Regions from separate parts of the Mus musculus genome. Here region 1 is linked to region 2. A link is a contact called in public Hi-C data. All regions are on one chromosome and are shown on one strand. The core of a region is the stretch at or near the end of the contact, and the rest is flanking DNA. Distances in the headings are between cores, read along the strand shown. Region 1 holds the start of Gnb5 (guanine nucleotide binding protein (G protein), beta 5). Region 2 overlaps Myo5a (myosin VA).

Region 1 (6,541 bases), core at 3,079-5,578, 110 kb after region 2:
AGGTTCTCTTCCAGTAAACTAGGGGGATCTTGGGGGAACCTGGAGACCCTCCCAAGAGTCTGCAGAGCCTTTGCTTTTTGCAAAAGCTGTGCCTGTATGAGGTAGAGTTCCCTCATACTTAATCCAGAGCAATGTACCTCAGCACACTGAATACAGAAGCAGGCATCCCACAAAATCTCCACAAGGTCAGACTTTAGGTTCACAGAGGACCCTCTGTCCTGCTTCTCACTGTGCTGCCTTTTTGTTTGTTTTTGCTTTTCATTCTGAAAATTTAGCTATTTTTTAAACAAAAATGTTATGTTCAATTTACCTAATTTATTAATATTTAATTACTGTTTTAGTTACTAATATGGTAAAGTATCACTAGTTGTGTCCACATATACAAAAGCTCTTTGGAGTCCTCATAATTATTAAGAGTATAATGTAAGGCCAGAGAGATGGCTCAGTAGTTCAGTTTTCAGCATCTGCATTGTGAGTCTCCCAATTACCTACAATGCCAGCTCCAGAGAATCTGATGCCCCCTTTTGACCTCTGTGGGTTCTGCACACACATTAAATTTTTTAATTTTAAAAGTGCATTTGGTTGGTTTTGTAAGACAGAATTTCTCTGTGTAGCCCTTGCTGTACTGGAACTGTAGACCAGGCTGGCCTCGAACTTAGAGATCTGCCTGCCTCTGCCTCCTGAGTGCTGGGACTAAAGGCGTGCAGACTAAAAGACTTGGCAGTTTTTTGAAATGTAAAGGGTAGAAAGCAATGCTGATAACAAAGGAACAAATGCATTTGATTAAAAAAAAAACAGGGCTGGAGAGATGTCTCAGCGGTTAAGAGCAATGACTGCTCTTCCAGAGGTCCTGAGTTCAAATCCCAGCAACCACATGGTGGCTCACAATCATCTGTAATGAGATCTGATGCCCTTTCTGAAGACAGCTACAGTGTACTTATTTATAATAATAAATAAATCTTTGGGTCACAGTGAGCAGGGACTAAGAGAGCGGGGTTGACCAGAGTGAGCAAAGGCCCTAAAATTCAAATCCCAACAACCACATGGTGGCTCACAACCATCTGTAATGAGATCTATGCCCTCTTCTGGTGCATCTGAAGACAGCTACAGTGTACTTATTTATAATAATAAATGAATCTTTAAAAACAAACAAACAAATGTTAAAATCTTGAGATCCAGTCATGTCTGGGCTTAGAATTTGACCTTGACATATACATCAGAATAAAAAATGCCAGCAGGATGGCTCAGCAGGTAAAGGCACTTGCTGCCAAGCCTGAAGACCGCAGTTTGACCCCAGAACCTTTGTGGTAGAAGAACCATATGGTGGAGAACTGACTCCCACAAGTTGTCCTCTGATCTCCACATGTGTAGACACACACACACACACACACACACACACACACGAATAAATGTAACTTTTATGTATTTATTTAAAGATTTATTTATTTATTTATTTATTTATTATATAAGTACACTGTAGCTATCTACAGACACAACAGAAGAGGGCATCAGATCTCACTACAGATGGTTGTGAACCACCATGTGGTTGCTGGGATTTGAACTCAGGACCCCTGGAAGAGCAGTGATCTTAACCGCCGAGCCATCTCTCTAGCCCCAAGTGTAACTTTTAAAGGGGGATAAAAACACATTTACACTCAGCCTGTCTGTCCTATGGGAATGGGCTTTTGGGGTGAAACATCAGGTGACTGTTCCTGGGAGCTAGCTGCACCAAAGGCTCTGATAGGCTTATTCCCCGCACCCGCCCCTTGCCCAAATCCCGCCCCCAACTGTGTCCTAAACCACGTGGGTGTCACAGCCTGTGATTGCTGGTGTTCTCTGACAGAGACAGAGCTGTTGGGTTTTCTTGACTCTTGACCTCAGTAGTGGCGAACCAGAATAGTGGCAAACCAGAGTAGTGGTGAACCAGAATGCACCTGTTCCCTGATCCCTCCCCTTGGTTCTGACCTCAGGCTCTTCTGAATAACCGGGGCGACTCGGCACAGCTGATGCTGGATACCAAATATCTTTTTCAAGTCACATTTCCTTTCACCGCCTCACCACACGCCCTGGAGATGACCCAGATCCCCAGCAGCTTCAAGCTCGGCTTTCTCCGGAGACTGTAGCCAGAGAGAAGATGGACGTGAGTTCCCTGGAGTCCTGAGTGCAGGTGCCACGGAGGGATGCAGTTATTCACCAGAGCATTGTGATGGGTTGCAATTTGAGGAAAAACCACGCCCCACCTGTCTCCCATGATGCTTTGCAACCGGCTGGGCTGGGAAAGGCTCTTGCTTCTGATCTCAAGTGGCTATTGTTGCAATTCCTGAAGGCTCGGTTTTGTTCCTGGTACCTTTGTTTTGTGGCAGGGACCTCCCCTCACCCACATATATACAGGAGTAAAATCTAGAGGCACCATGACTCCCCCGATTTCTAGGGTTCCCGTGAAGTGCAGAGACATGTATGAAGCCACAGTTGAGTTCCATGCCTACACCTTCTAGGAAAGAATTCCACGTGGCCACTGGAACAAAGTCTTTTTGCCCCATCCCTGTTGACAGGAAGGGCTCGTTAGCTCCTCCTACTAAAGACGACTGGATTAGAAAACTACTCCCTTTAGAAACTCTAAGAGGGTATTCAGTCTAAGAGCAGGTCATGGTAACCCATAACTAGAATCCCAGCACTCAGGAGGATGAGACCAGAGATTTATCTCGAGTTCAGTGTCAGCCTTGACTACAGAGTGAGAACCCATCTCAGAGATAGATAGATAGATAGATAGATAGATAGATAGATAGATAGATAGATAGATAGATAAATAGATAAATATAAATAAATAAGAGCATTTTATTTATCTATTTTATGCCATTTATCTTTTTTCTGAAATTTTTAAAACTTGTTATTAGCCAACATAGTTATTATAATCTTTCATTTAATTTTTAAATACAGCTATTTCTTTTAAAACTACATTTATCTCTGGGGTCAGAACTCAGTGGTAGAGCAGTTGGCCCTGGGTTTGGCCCCAGCACCACACATGCACACGTGTGCAACTTAAGTTTTTTTTTCCTCTTTCTAATCAGTGTTCTAATATGCTTTTTAAATTTTTTTTCACGAAAAAAAAAAAAAAAAACAACAACAGAAGATATGGGGAAGCTCTTCCTTTTGAGAAATCCACTTTTCCCAGGTTTTGTGAGAACTAGTTATTCCTTCCCTCAAACTGTTTTCCTTCCCTTCAGAGAACTGAGTCCTCTGATGAGCACTCCTGACCCAGAGCTGAGACCCATCACTCTGTGCACCCCTAGCAACCTGACCACCCTCCAGTCTGATGGTCACAGGCAGTAGCTGTGACACCACAGAATGGTCCTCTCTGGGGCGACCGGTTGATTGTTCAGTACCACCTACTAAACGTGTAGTCATCCTACTGACATGATGGCTTTCCAAACTGTTCCCAAGTGCTGAAAATAGAACTTTATAATACTTAAATAAAATAAATTATTGAGCAAATTGGATGCACCATTTTTTTCCTACCATTGTAGATTACATGCCTTCTCACCGCACAGCTCTGTGTCTCTCCTTGAGGGTCAGACAGAAAGGTGTTAGAATTCCACAAGTCACAGTCTGTCACCTGAGGTATGGAAACCCTGCTGACTGTGTCTGGGGCCCCCTGGCCCCCTGGCAGGATGGGGTTGGCTGAGTTTCTGCTCCGTGTCCACTCCAGTCCTCCTTCACCCTGTGAGGAGTCACTATGCTAAGGTTCTGGTTTTCTGGCTTGAATTCATGCCCACTTTATAGCATTTACCTGGGTCGTGCACCAGTAACCTTGGCCATCCTGTAAGTTCCTAGAGGGCTGGACTCCATCGTATTCTACATTTTATCTGTAATGCTAGGTGGTGGGATAGAATTGGCCAGATCCCATGGCGATGACAAGGGTTCGAGTGTAGGAGACCTTGTTTGGAGACAGGAGACTTGAGGATAGCAATAAGTTGATACACAGAGGAGAAAGGAGAAGGCCTTACTCGGGGCCTAAATCACTCATGCCTAGGTTGGAAGGAAGGCCAGCGCTGAGAGATGCTCTCACCACACAGCACAAGGATGTCAGGTTTGTTCCATGGAGTAGAGGCAGATTTATAAGGTCAAATCAGATTCTGTCTCCTGCAGAGAGCAAAGAAATGGGCCCAGGAAGGGGTACATGGGAGTTATGAGGGGTCCAAATCATGTAGAGAGACAGAGTGTTCTAGAAGCGAGTGTGTGCTTGCAGGTAGTGAGAGGCCGGCAGTGAGCATGCGTGTGCAGATGGGGAGGAGCAGGCCCTGAGCTGCAAGTCCAGATAAAAGGGATTAGGTGACCAATGGCTCAAATCTTCACACCACCGCAGTAACCTCCCTCGTTTCTGGCCAGCCACCCCAGGTGTTCATTGCTCTGTAAGGTATGTACTCTTTAACCTCAGGGAACTTGTGCTCTCAATTTTGCATCAATGCCTGGATTCCTACAGACCGGGATCATGGGGATCCTGTGGTGGGTGCACAGTGGGGGGTGCTTATGTTCTGGTCTGTGTAAATTCTAATTTCTCTACAACCTTTGCGACTTTATCTCAAAACTATAAAGGGATTTTTTAAAAACAGATTAGTGTTGGCATCAGTAAACAAATTAAACATCTTTAAAATAGCTTCATTGGTTTTCAGAATTGGCCCAGCTGCAATCAAACCCCATGCGTACAGCTGATGGAGCAGATGGATGACCACAGTGGGTCTGTGGCGTCCACCTGCTCCTGCCTCAGCCCCGGTCTGTTGTATTCTGCTGCTTGAATCCAGTCCATTTCTGGTGAACATGCAAAATGTCCGGCCTGGGACTATTTGTGAACAAAGCTGATATGACAGTGGTAGGATTTTTTTAGAAAATAAATATGTATTTCTATTGACCTCAGGAGTAGTATTGCTGGGTTTCTCTCTCTCTCTGTGTCTCTCTCTCTCTGTGTCTCTCTGTCTCTCTGTCACACACACACACACACACACACACACACACACACACACACACACAGCAATTCTTTATATATGTTTGTTTCTGGTCAGTTCTCTATAGTAGTTGAACCACTTTGTACCCACACCGGATGTAGGCAATGAAAGCTGCTACATCCTCACCCATGCTTTGTATATCAGAAGTTTTTGTCTTAGATCTTTTTTTAATTATGTGCATGTTGGGGTGCGGGGTAGGTATAATAGTGTCGTTGCCTGGAGACCAGAAGAGGGTGCTGGATCCCCTGGAGCAGGAGCTACAGCAGTTGTCTACCTCACAATATGCACTCGAGTCCTTCGGAAAAGCAACCAGTGCTCTAACTACTGAGTCATCTCTCCAGCCCCTGTATATCAATTTTTTTTTAATTAGGTATCCTAGCCTCACCAGCAAGATGGCTCAGCAGGCCAAGCTAAGACACCAAACCCAAGAACCAGAGTTTGATATTCAGAACCCATATGGTGAAATGAGAAAACTGGTTACCAAAAATGTTTGCCCTTTGACCTCTACATGTTCTAAATATAATAAGTTTTAGGAATTCTTGGGTATAGCTAATTGTGTCACATTGTGGTTTTAACCTCTGACTCTGACCAATGATTCTGGGTAGCAGCTTTCTGCATGGGACTTGCCTGAATAGCCTCATTTGAAGAGTCACTACACAAATATTTTTGCCCACTTTTTAAAAAATTCATTGAGCTATCAGGCCCACAATATGAAACTCAGTATTTAAAATGTTTGGATGTTTTTTTCATCTATGCACAAGGATGTGCATGCCAGTCTTTGCTGTTATTTAACTCAGGGTACCCCGTCCCCCACCCCACCCCCAAATCCCATTGGCATGGAGCTATCTCTGATTCTCCCTTCGCTGCCTTCTCATCGCCCATGGATGAGCTCTCACTTGTCTTGTATGCCCTGGACACTCCTGTAATGGTACCATGTGGACATTTTGTCTTTAGACACAAAGATGTCTCTGGTGTGCATCATCTTGCAGTGAGAATCAGGGCCAAGTCTTCATTATTGCTAGATAACAAGCCTGCTTCATGGACATGCTATGTTTTCTCTGCCTGCTCTTCCCTTGATGGGCATTGAATTGTTTCCCTTGTTTACCTAAAAGCAATGCTACTTCAAACCCTCAGATGTGTTTTTAATGCCAGGGACATTTTGCTTTTGTTCTGCATTTTATGCCAGTGCTGGGAACTGAGCCCAGGGTCCAGCCTCACCTCACATTGTTTCTGGCATGTATTTTTTGACTCTGCATGTATCTGTGTGGACATGAGCATGCCACACACGTGGAGGACAGAAGACAGTTCTTGGGAGTCTGTCCTCTCCTTCTACCCTGTAGGTTCTGGGGATCAAACTCAGGTTGTCAGCCCTGGCAGCAGGCACCTCTACTTACCCACTAAGCCATCTCTGCAGCCCTTCCACATTCCAATTATTCAAACTAGTTATGCCAATGAAGACACTCCATGAGACCATGACTTGTGAACAGGTCCAGGACCTGCAGTTACAGGGCACACACTCAGTTATTTTCATGTCCTGTTTC
Region 2 (6,801 bases), core at 550-3,049:
TACTTATTGCATAAAAGTCAGTTAAAGATTATAATTATTCATTTTTGCATAAAATCTGTTCTCTAGTGACAGATGAAAAAGTAATACCTTTTAAGATCCACAGTAAGACGTGTCTGAATTTCTCTGAAGGTCTAATTCCATTAGTGATAACTGAGAGTACAGATAGTTCTCTACCACCATATGTTCACCCATATTTTACCTAGATTGGAAAAAGTGTTTTCTTTCCAGTCTACTGTGTGTATGAAGCTCCGTGGTAGGAGTTGGGGAGGAGCAAGGACGGTGCCTGTGCTCTTTCAGAGCAACTGCACCTTGATAGGGACGGCTTCTGAGTCAGAAAATGTTCTTCAAAAGTTATGTTTTACTCTCTTTGCTGATATGACTAACAATGCTGTTGATGATTAATTGATAAATATGTGGAATAATACTGACTGATCAGTGTACAGATTCTTTGCTTCTGAGTGATTGCCTTAAAATGCTGACAGTGTGTGAAATGGGTTTGTTTCTGGGTGGCAGATTCTAAATTTGTTCACTAAGTTAATCAAGTGTTGCTCACCCTTATAACTCTTCTGTACTATCAGTATTTTGTATCTAACTCAGAAATGAACAAACCTTACACTCAAAATAGAAGTCTCTGGTTAGTTTGTTTTAGGCTATCCTTTGCAGATCATCTGCTTGTGCCATTCGTTACACTGACTGCTAATTTGAAGAATATTATCAAAGTCAAGTGTATGAAAGGATATTCTTTCTCAGTTTTAATTACACATTTGTTAGGATTCACTTGAGCAGAATATTAAGGTAAGCACGTCTGGGCTTAGTGCTTCTGAAGTTTTGCTGCACATGAACACACACGCACACACACTGAACACACACCAGCACACATAGGAATGGCTTTCTTACTCCTCAGGTGCACAGGCTTCACAGGTCTCCCCATGCTGCCTCTCACCAGCTCCACAAGTTGCAAACAGGACCGGGGTGCTAGCAGTGCTCCTTCCTGCCTTTTTATGTCATTGCCTTCCTTGCCCTTGCTGCTCTGATAGTGACTGGACAAGCAGCAGCTTGAGAGAGTCACATGTGAGGGAGCAGTAAAATGCTGGGAACTGAAACGTCAGCCTTCTCTGGTCACTATGGTTCCCTGTTCTAGTGACAACATCCTGGCCATCACCTATTTCCACTGTTCATGTGAAATAGAGACTCATCTATACATGGTAATAGCAGGTGGCAAATTGGAACCTGTGAGTAGATATAGTTTCGTTACATGTGTTTTAAAGTATTTTTAAGTTAATTTTGCTGAGAGGTAGCACTTGCTCAAAGACACAAGAAACAAATATCCATTGTACCTGTTTTTTCAGTATTTTGAGGAATTATATGCAGATGACCCTAAGAAGTATCAATCCTATCGGATTTCACTTTACAAAAGGATGATTGTATGTAAAACACAGTGCTTTTCTGTTGTCCTCTGCTACTTCTAGCCTTCTCTAACTGAAGAGCACACTGCTGTCTGTCACTGCCCAGGAGGTCTCTTCAAAAATATTCACAAAATCTCTTCCCCCCACCCCCCACAGCTATCTTTAGCCAGCTATCTTTTGGTGTCCCGTGTCCACTGTGTTTGGTTTGTTGTTAACCCAAGGCTTACAGTGTGATGGAAGCAATTGATTTCAAAGATAGAGTCAAATTCAGGAAGCATAACCCAGCACTGGGAATGTGAGCAGCTGTTTCCTCAGAATCACTAGTCAGATGTCTGAGCCCAGTTCTGAGCAAGCTAGAGAATGAATCAGCATTATCAAATGCTGTTCTTCTCTAAGACTCAGTGGCAACCCCCAGCCAGCTCCACTGACTCATGTCTGACCTTTCGAAGCTTTCTTAGTCTGGTCATGCCCACTTCCCTCTTCCTGAGTATCTAACTGCCTGTCCTTGGAGAGAATTCTTTACTAAATAAAGCCAGTATCTTACCTTCCATTTAAAAACACAGGTTTTCTTTCTCTCTTTTTCACATTTTACATTAGGCACTCAAACTTCATTTTTTTTAAATATATATATTGTGCAAGATTTGTGGGTATCTTTTATTACCTGGCATTTGGGTCTTATGCCAGCAGAACCCCACTCCCACCCCGAGGCAAGCTTTCACTACAACCCAGGCGGGCCTTGAATTCTCTCTGACTTCCTGGTACTTGGGTTATAGTCATGTACCTTCATGCTATGTAGCAGAAAGTTCTTTATCCTTTTGTTGTTATTACTTTTTTGTTGTTTGATTTGGTTTTGTTTGGCTTGTTTTTTTAAGGCAGTCTCTATATGTAACTCTGGCTGGCCTTGAACTCACAGAGATCCACCCACTACTGCCTTCTGAGTACTTGAATTAATGGTGTATGCCAGAACACCTGGCTCAGCTTACTTTTAGTTTCCCCAACTTCTTCATGTTTCGTAGGCGTTAAGGCTGAGTTTAGAACAGGTAACGCATAGCTGTGCTTTACTCACGGAGGGTCAGTCTTTTCCTAAGTGCAGCTGTCCTCAGCTCTCACAGACCTTGTATGCACTCATCAGAGCTCATCTTTGCCCAGTCCCCCTCACAAGTGACAGTGAGTCTGAGATGTTTCCATAGGAGCCTGCTGGGAGGCTTCCATCACGCTGTAGGCTGTAGCTGTAAGGAGCTCACTGCAGTGTCAGCCTTGCCTTCACTCACCGCAGTGTCAAAGCCTTGCCATCACCGGAGCTGCACCTCCTTTGTCTGCCAGTTTGAGCCAGGCGGTGGCTCCACCTGCAGCTTTTATGTGAAACTAACAGTGTGTTGCTGTGATTCCATCTGTGCGCCCTTTGTGCCTGTGCTGAGCCTGTTCTCATCTTTCTGACATAATTCTCATTTTGATCCTAGGATCTGATGGAACAACTTGAAAAGCAGGATAAAACTGTCCGGAAACTGAAGAAACAACTGAAAGTCTTTGCCAAAAAAATTGGTGAACTAGAAGGTACTTAAACATTTTTTAACAGCATTTGTCAAATTTTATGTCCATTGCTAGTGACCTGGTAGAGAGTTACAGGTGAGTTTTTAGAGAAAATAATCAAAATTACTTTTGACAATCTTAACCTCTGCGGAATGAAAAATTCTTCTATGTATGGGAATAATTTTCCTAGTAACATAACAGTAAGTTACAAAGGGAGAAAATTCATTCAACAAACAGCTAACACATGCCAGAGTCTGCCCTAGTCAGTACAGCATGTGCTTAAGAGCAAGGATTCTAGAGCCAGCTTCTTGATTCAAGTCCTGTGCCTCTCTCCTACCTACTAGGCTCAGAATATGTGCGTGGTGCTGAGCCTCTCCATGCCTCAGTTTTCCCACATCCTCACTGGGAATGATAATGGTGCCTCTCAAACATGGTCTCTAAGAACTGAATGAGTTAATGTGGGCGGCACATCTGCAATAGCAACATACCTGCTACACACAATCTAATTGTTACCACTAGAGCTACAAAAGGGAATGTGGTAGAGTATCCTCAAAGAACTCACGACCTAATAAAAAAAAAGAAATTAATCAGGAAATATGAATTATAATTATAAAGAAACATGATTTTTAAAATCATTTCTATATAAAAAAGGTATGCTCCTTGAGAAAAAAATCCATGGAAGCATACTGCTGTTGTCCTGTGAGTTAGTCTGATCATCCAGCAAGTTTTATTGCGTGTGCCTAGGTGCTGGTGCAGTTGCAGGTGCTTGAGATCCAGCTGTGAGTGAGACCAAAGCAACCACTGAGTTCATTCCAGCCACCCTCTCACATCTCAAGGCACCTGAGGAACAGAACTTCAAAGATAAAATTCCCTTTAAGCCATTTTAACCACAAATGATGTGCTCATCCTGGCCATCTATCATATTCTCTACTTGTCATCTTTGTGACTCTCATGTGGCACAAAGGATAGAAAGAGCCCACCACTCCATCACACTGAGTCATAACTGTTCTTCCGTCTGTCTGGCAGTCCCAGTCAAGCCCTGCTCATTCTGTGGAACTAAAGGCACTTGTCACATCCTCAGAAGCATCCTGATCGCACCACCAACCTCAGGACCTGCTTTCTGTATTTGGTTCATACTTTCTATGGTTTTTCACTCTTAAATTTTTGGCAGTTTTTCTGTTTGAATTACTGGTTTCTATGCTTGACTAAGAGCTTTCTGGGCATGGAAATCACCTCTTATTTTTCACAGTTACAACAATGAACATAGTTTCTGACCTTTGATAACCCTTCTATTCTTGACTGAATAAATAAGTTTTAAAAATATTTAGAGCATATAGTGCCACAGATGTTAATGTCAAAGAGGTTATTACTCTCATTAATATGCAAATACTGAAATGTTTGTTTAGATATCAGAACAATTACTTTATAACCACATATTTTGTATAGACCATTAACATTACATTATTCATATATTACATTAAAACTTGTGAAACTCCAGGGGCTGGGGAGCTGCCTTGGTGTATAAAGCACTTGCTATAAAACTGTGAGGACTGGATCCCAAAATCCTGCATAAGCTGCTGTCAGGCATGACCACTGCCTGCAATCCTAGGTTTAAAGTGCCAGGGACAGGTGATTTCCCACAAACTGTCTAGCTGGACAAGCTGAAACAACAAGCTCTGTGTTCAGGGAGAGACTCTACCTCTCAACACATGAGGTAGAGATAAATGAAGAAAGATACCCAATATAACCTTGAGCCTTCACATACACACATGTGCATCGACCTACATGCTTACATGAACATGCATATATTCCATGCATACAAATACAAGAAGAAAAAGCTTCAAACCCCAGGTTTATATATATGAGCTATAATGTTTATCAGCAGTACTTAGAAATCCAGGTTCTTTTTTACAGAGAACTTTCTACACTGAACTGACGCCATGGCAAGACAGGAGAGTATTTGTAAAAACTCTGCTATAAGGGTATTAACCTGTAAGGTTATTAAATTAGTGGCTCTTTGCCAACATTAATGAATGTGAATAAATATAAAAACCGTTTTTATCTCACATTTGAAATCAGTTTCTTAAATGGTATGCTTTGAAATGTAATTAAAGAGAGAAGATATTTCAAGATGCTATTGGGCTATTATCAATTAGAAATCAAACTTTTCAGCTAAACTGTCCTGATAGCCAAGCAAAAAATAGTATTTATGCTAGAAGCTCATGGATTAAATAAGAAAAAGTCATATTTATTCTTAAGAAAATTTATATTTTGAGTTAAATTATTTGCATCTAGCTAAAATGAAATAGGCTCATATGCCTAGGGTACCTCCCTAGGTGTCCATTGTCTACACCCTGCCAAAGTAGTGAATAAACGTGACACACTCTTCTGACACTCATCTCTTTCTCTCTGGGTCTGTGTTCTATAGAAAAATACCAGTCTTTGTGCAACAAAGCACCATCTAATAAAAGTTTATTAATGCATATTAATGTTTTTTAATGTGTTAAAACATTTAAACCCTTTAGCCTTAAATTGAAATAGCAAGATTCTTGCCTTTCCTGTGGACTATATTTAATTGAGGACACTTTTTATAAAACACTTTTTAAGAGAAAAAAATGGAAAATAGAAATTATGCAGCTAAGTAGAGAGTGTTTCAAAATCTGGTCTTCATGGTGCTCTATTTTAATCCAGGAGTAGGTGTTATATCTTGATTTTCATTTAAAAAAAAAAAGTCAGACCTGAAAGTATCCTAGAAGCCAGGAACTTTTTTGATTTAAAAAACAAAACAAAACAAAACAAAACCCTAGAACTATAAGTTATTTACCCAATACCCTGCCTGTTAGATAGTAGGTCTAGAACCTGAGCCTTCAACATCTTGACTGTTACATAGTAGGTCTAGAGCCTGAGCCTTCAATATCCTGCCTGTTAAATAGTAGGTCTAGAACCTGTGCCTTCAACACCTTGACTGTTACATAGTAGGTCTAGAGCCTGAGTCTTCAACACCCTGCCTGTTAGATAGTGTAGCTCTAGAACCACAGCTTTCAACACCCTGCCTATTACATAGTAGGTCTAGAACCTCAACCTTCAATACCCTACCTGTTAGATAGTAGATCTAGAACCTTGGCCTTCTGATTTCTCTGCTCTAGATCCGTCTTTCCAGAATTTTTCTACTTGTAAGAAATTGTCTGAAAATTAGCTAATCATGAGTTTAACTACTTTTTGTTAGCAAATATGTTAAGTGGTATATGTGGGGACTTTTCTGTGATGCTGTGGATACTTTCAAAGTAAATCTGACACAAAACATAACCCCTTGCCAGGTTTTGGGTAGCTTTTTGATGTTACTACCTGTGTATCAGGCTCTAAAGCTGTCAGAGCAAAATTACCCTTTAATGTTGCTATTTACCCAGTTTGAGCAGGGAAAAACATCTTAAATGGGAGTGGGAAGCTAAATGGCAGAGATGAGGAGCCTCGGTTCTTATAGAGTCTGCTTGCTTTACAAGAGCATGGAGCCCTTTTCCTCCTGAAGAACATTTCTCTCCCTTTTTTATTTCTCCTGAAGTGGGGCAGATGGAGAACATATCTCCAGGACAGATCATCGATGAGCCTATCCGGCCAGTCAACATTCCCCGGAAAGAAAAGGATTTCCAAGGAATGCTGGAGTACAAAAGGGAGGATGAGCAGAAGCTAGTGAAGAACCTGATTCTAGGCAAGTGCTTTCTCCATGGGAAGATTCCTCTCAGCCAGGGCAGTGCTAGAAACACTCGTCACTAAGGTTTGAAGTCTGATTTAATATTCTCTTTAAATTATTTTCTTGACTGTCAGGATTGTGCAATGGTGCTTGTTGCTAAGCCTGATGATCTGAGGC

What was found. A called contact is a pair of places that touch in the nucleus more often than the background predicts.
Region 1: a Hi-C map of cortical neurons shows a contact between it and region 2, with 1.6 times the contacts expected there. The contact joins the promoter of Gnb5 here to the enhancer-like site in region 2. A contact is called at or near these places in 4 of 39 promoter capture datasets (the 3T3-L1 cell line, the C10 cell line, the SN4741 cell line and 1 more), 3 of 484 Hi-C or Micro-C datasets (the C10 cell line, cortical neurons and nephron progenitors) and 3 of 9 other capture datasets (adipose tissue, liver and pancreatic islet).

Annotation. Positions count from the first base shown.
Region 1 is chr9:75,301,960-75,308,500 of GRCm38.p6, forward strand. Gnb5 (guanine nucleotide binding protein (G protein), beta 5) reads left to right here and starts at 4,329. Exons shown (of 13, transcript NM_010313.2): 1 at 4,329-4,414. It overlaps Myo5c (myosin VC), which reads left to right. Exons shown (of 41, transcript NM_001081322.1): 41 at 1,971-3,492. The coding sequence ends at 2,123.
Region 2 is chr9:75,194,777-75,201,577 of GRCm38.p6, forward strand. It overlaps Myo5a (myosin VA), which reads left to right. Exons shown (of 41, transcript NM_010864.2): 32 at 1,350-1,424; 33 at 2,867-2,960; 34 at 6,496-6,642. Among named protein-coding and RNA genes, the nearest start is that of Myo5c, 34 kb to the right of the region's middle. Within about 2 kb of position 1,800, at least 162 of the 459 cell types and tissues checked have an H3K27ac peak or open chromatin away from gene starts, as enhancers often do. A contact at or near this core is called in the SN4741 cell line, adipose tissue, cortical neurons and 1 more, where this site is marked.